Regions from separate parts of the Aphis gossypii genome. Here region 1 is linked to region 2. The links are chromatin contacts, called in public Hi-C maps. All regions are on one chromosome and are shown on one strand. Each heading gives the region's core, a stretch centred on a gene start, on an enhancer-like site or on the middle of the called end of the contact. The rest is flanking DNA. Distances are from core to core; before and after follow the strand shown.

The links. A called contact is a pair of places that touch in the nucleus more often than the background predicts.
Region 1: a contact with region 2 is called in a Hi-C map of whole body, with 2.9 times the contacts expected there. The contact joins the promoter of LOC114130275 here to the promoter of LOC114130274 in region 2. A contact is called at or near these places in 2 of 2 Hi-C or Micro-C datasets (both in whole body).

What each region holds. Positions count from the first base shown.
Region 1 is chr3:13,765,348-13,768,323 of ASM2018417v2, forward strand. LOC114130275 (death domain-associated protein 6-like) reads right to left here and starts at 1,395. Exons shown (of 15, transcript XM_050203685.1): 1 at 1,260-1,395; 2 at 605-999. The coding sequence starts at 652.
Region 2 is chr3:13,479,114-13,481,834 of ASM2018417v2, forward strand. LOC114130274 (bromodomain-containing protein 3-like) reads left to right here and starts at 1,295. Exons shown (of 24, transcript XM_027995214.2): 1 at 1,295-2,057. The coding sequence starts at 2,032. LOC114130281 (a long non-coding RNA gene) reads left to right here. Exons shown (of 2, transcript XR_003592906.2): 2 at 1-288.

The DNA.
Region 1 (2,976 bases), core at 145-2,644, 290 kb after region 2:
CCTTTTGTTAAGCAGACTCAATTATTGTTAGCTTTAATATTAGAATAAATAACCTAATATCAAACTTACTTTAAGGTAAGAATATTATTAAATGCACCATATAGGCTTTTATAGTTAATTTAAGTTATAAATATATGAAATATAGTAATATAATTTATAATTTTAAAATGCTTATAACTTGTTTAAAATTTAAATATTAATAAATCTTATGTAATGTTGGCTAAGATAATATTCTTATCTTTAAATTTAATAACAGCTCAATTAACTCTAATATTAAAACTAAAAACAACATTTGTTTTACTTATTAGCTATGCAGAATTGTTGAGTTATAAGTTTATAAGACTAAGACAAGATATGTGAATTTGGCGTTCTCTTACAATTTATAAATCCCATAAAGCACCAAGCTGATATCTAATATCTAGTTTTAATATTATTAAAATATGTTAGATGTCAGTTAAATATTTTTTGTATTATAGTCATAGACCTTTTACCTTTTACCTTTTTAAAAGGTCTATGATTATAGTAATAAGTGTTTCTATCGATAAGTAACAGTGAATTTAACTATTTTGTTTAAGATAAGACTTTATCAAAGTATTATACATACATCTGGTTCACTATCTTCCGGTCCGGATGAGATTTCAATTTCTGACATTTTAACAGTGGAACACAACGTTTTGTCCGACAATAACTGATAAGTAGATTTTGATTCAAATTAAAAACGAAAATAAGTACTTTTCCTTTTGAGTAATTATCATTTTATTAGATGACATAAAATAAAATTACTGGCAAGTCAGACCAAATGAATTGCAATGCTTTCGTCGAGGCTTTCGAATAAATGGTTCTACAAAAAGCTCGTGTACATTTGAATCCCAATGCCCAATTGCACAAGTGCTTCTAACTCAATACAATTTCAAATTGTAATAATTGGGCGATTGGCAATTGAATAATAACATTTAACAATGAATGCAACAAGTCGGAATAGTGAGTAGCTTTACATACCTACAACAATAAAAGACATCAATTAGAGACCTTATCGGCCATCGCTTCAGATCAAAGAACTGTATACCAAATTAGCAAAATAATAAATATTAAAAACCAATATCAGTTTTTAAATCAAGAGTGGGTACGATGTGATAGCAATTAGAAAGTCGTGTAGACGTGTACAGCGTGTGCCACTTATTTTATTTTAAGTAAACTTAAATTCTCGCGTCACACATGGAATACAATTTACAAAAAAAAAACAATCTGTATTTACTCACATGTTAAAAAATCGACATATTTACTACATTTAAAGTAAAGTACAAAATAGCGAAACCGGTAGCCGCGCGAACGGTTATAACCCGTAGTCCATAGATAATCTTAAAAATATGTCCATACCTACAACCATTTCTTTTCCGTTTTTGCCAAAGCCAAATTATTATCATCATTATGATAACGTTAATCATGGAATAAGAACAGCGAAGTACATCAAAGACACGAATTAAGATGAATCGCGGAAAAAAAACCCACGGAAAAAAAACCCAAAAAAAAAACCTACGGAAAAAAAACCCAAACTAAAAAACACACGCCGGAAAAAAAGCCCAAAAAAATATATTATACATAATATATTTCCATTTATTTATAGATACATATTTTAAATAATATTCACAGTAGTAAAATATAATACTTAATTAAATTATACATAGGTACCTACATACATACTTTTTAGAAATTCAATTAAATTTTATATTGTTTTAACTTAGCTTTTTTGTTGTTAATTATCATTGTTATTCAGTCAAGTTAATTTTAATTTTTTTATGTATAGATATAGCCTACAAGTTATTATTATAATTAACCTTATAATTCAACAATTTACTATTGTATAAAAGTAGTATTAGTAATACTACTAATACTAATAGTATTAACTATTGATTGTTATCGTTTTGACACCATTTTATTATTGTCTCAAATTAGGCAAATGTAATCAATGATTATTAATTAACCCTTAATAAATGTTGATTTTGCTTAAATAAGTTTAACTTTTTTTTTATTGACTACTTATCAAAAATTATTTTTTTTAATTATTATATTATTTAATTATTATGACTATGTGATCTCTCGTATTATAATTATTAGTTATTATTATGTTACCACAAACGAGAATATTTTGTATTTTTAATATTTTGTTCCTATGTTCTATTAAATAATTATATGACAAAATTATTTTAAAAATATTATTATTTATTATTAAAAATATATTATATGATTGTAAATCCATTGTATAATTAACAATCAATCACAGTTTATAAAATATTTCATAATATAAGATTACAATGATAGCACTTTATTTCCGTGGGCTTTTTTTCCGGCGTGTGTTTTTTAATTTGGGTTTTTTTCCGTGGTCATTTTTTTTGCCTCCCAATTAAGATATACCCAAGGTGGATATATATCCACCTTAGATATACCTATCTTAATTCGTGATCATAGACTACTCTATGCCATAGACCATGGCTAAATATATTTAGCCATGCCATAGACCTATTAACTAATATCACAGCTGATCTATGAAGTGCATGCACAGAATCACGAACTAATAGAATAGATGATAAGTATACTTAATATCCATAAGTATTGTTTGGTAGTTGGAAAAAAAATCCCCACAAAAAAATCCTCAGTGGCATTATATCGGTAGTATTATATTATTTTATAAATTATATTATATGAAAAATAAAATAGGTATTGTATATTATGTTAAAAATTGTTATTTTATAAAAACGGTCTTATACCTTATATAGTTATTTATATTGTATATTATATTAACAAAATAAATGGCATGTTTATAAAATAATTAAAACTTTTTGTATTTTTTTATACATTTTTATTATATTTTTAAGGTATGACAGTTTTTATAGAAATAACAGTTTTTAACATACCTAGTATACAATATTTATTTTATTTTTAACATATAACTATTATTATATATTAAATTATTTATAA
Region 2 (2,721 bases), core at 45-2,544:
ATTATATAGGTAATAGCTATAAACATGATTGTACGAACAGGACCACGGACCATAACTTGAGGATTATAAAAGAACATGCACCTATAATTAAGATCGATTAAGTCAAACAATCAACTAGTTAAAAAACTACACTCTAGAGTGCATGAAATGGTTCCATGACTGTGAAGGTCAGAAAAACAATAAATGCTAAAATAAAATTATTATTCAACATTATTTAATTGAAATTGTTTTTTCGATGTTTGGAGAAGAAACATAACTCAAATAAAATTTTAGTCATACAATCCAATAGTCATGTCTAATATCTGTTTATATTTTTTACTTTTATAGTGACGTCGCGAGGTAAAATTTATATGTGGGCGAAGTAGACTTAAAGAGGCCCTTTTTAAAATTTTTTTAATAAATATTATTTAAGTAACAAAGGACGCGAGGCTCTTTGAGGTGCGAGGCCGTGGGCAATGGCCCACACCACCCACGCCTAACGCCGCCACAGTACTTTTATTGTATTTAACAACTATATAATATGGTATGGTACTAATATTGAGGTATTGATTATAATATATTATTACCTCAAGTATAGATAATATGGAAGATATTTTTTCAACCTTTTAATTTAAAACAAGTTGTATATAATTGGGAAATTTAAATAAATGAAGATTATTTACTTATTTTTTATAATCTTCTTTTTAGTGACATAACTCATTTTAAAATTAAAACAAAAAATAAACTACCGGTAAAAATTAACCGGTAGATTTGTTACATGTGTTAGATGGAGATAACAAATACGGGTATGAGTGGTATGACGTTCCCTTAAAAAATATTTATCCCGCTGAAAATTCAAAATGTGAAATATGAATAATTCAATAATGAGAATAATGCAACATTTATAGTGCAGATTATGATATGTACATTTACTTCACTAACAAAAAATAACAATTAATTAAAATGGTAAGAGACGAGCTACAATGAGCGTAACAATAGTAACATCAGTACATCACTAACATGTTTGAATCAAATTCAGAAATTTCTCGTGATATTTATTATTTATATAATTTTGGTCATGCGTAGAAGAGACGTGTAGTAGTATCTGATTAACGATTGTGACGACGAATCACAAATGTCGATGATAGGAAAAATACGTTAAATATCAGGGTCACGCGGTTGGCGGCACTGGTGAGTCAAAACAATGGGACCACTGTTGACGTGTCGCGTTTGCTCCATGAACGTTTGTCCGTCGTCTCGCTGACGGACGGGGCGAAAAACGAGCGTCGGTGCCCTTTCTCCACCGCAAACGCTATAGCATTCCGGCCGAACGGTTGTCGCCGCATAAACGCGGACACTATCCGTAAGCGGAAAAACGCTGTGGGCTTGGTTCGCAAACGGTCGAAAGCGACGGCTGAGCGTCCAAGCCCAAGAAAGATCGGTGGAATCGAAGAGATTTAGCTCTCGGAAAATCGATCGGAATCGTAATGATGCGCGTCACGTGACCCGGCTCGGCCAATGGGGACGTTGCATCCTAATACACCACCCCGTCCCGCCCGCTAGTCGGTAGTTTTCGGGCATTAATGGTCGTATATGCGAGTTTCTCCGTTTTTGGTACGGAAATTAATTTACAGCCGATGCGCCGGGACCGTAGTGGGCATTCGAGAAATGACCGCGTAGTGCCGAATTAGCGGGAATAGGTGTTTTCGCCCGTGCGCGCGTGCCATCAACCACACGGGAAATACGTCGACGTGCGACCGACGAGTGCGCGCCGTGTTACCGCCGCCGCCGCCACCGCAGCCGCAGCCGTAGCCGTCGCAGACCGCAGTAATAATAATAACAATAACAATAACAATAATAGTAATAGTAACGGCGACGACAACGACGACGACGACGACGTCAGCGACATAAATACACGTTCAACGATAATAATGGTGGTCGAGCCGTCGGGTTACCACCTCGACGCCGCCGGGAAGTCGTTCGTCGCGCGATACGCCACCATCACGTCCTGTCGCCGCCGTTGTTCACGTTATTAGCTCCAGCGTACCGTTTATGTATGTTTCAGCCACAGTCGACAGGTACGTTTATCCGTCAGGTGCTAGGCGCCCGTTTAAAACGCGCGCGCGCGCTTAGAGACTGGCGAGCTTTTCGCAAAATCGAGCTAGGTACTCGGATAGAGCCGTATAGGTAGGTAGGTAGGTAGGTATACGTCGCGCGTTTTTTCACGTTCGTCGAAAGAAAAAATAAAAAATTCCGTGTCCGGTACCCCCCCGGGGAACCGCCGTCGTCTTTTTGTCGGGGGGAGCGGGCGCGGGGGAACCCGCCATGTTGATGTCGGCGTAAGCGCCAAAACCGTAAAATAACGCTTACCGTGTGTATTGGCGGCTTACGCACACATTCACACTCACACACACACGCGCGCGCGCTCATACACGTACGTTATGTACACGTAAAAGCGCGCGCGTACACACACACACACGCACAAGTCTCGCACGCACACACGCATTCACAAGCGCGGCAACGCGAGCCACACACAAGCGGCGCGCACCACGTACATGTCGCGGCCGCCGTCCAGTTACTGGTCGCGGCGGTTATTAATAAAATATTACAAAACAAATAATAATAATAATTTTATAAAATATAAAAATACTATACTATAATATTATTATATTATATTATGATGTATGGATATTATGTTATAACGTTGTATTATTAATTATTTCGTATAACGGACACGCATGG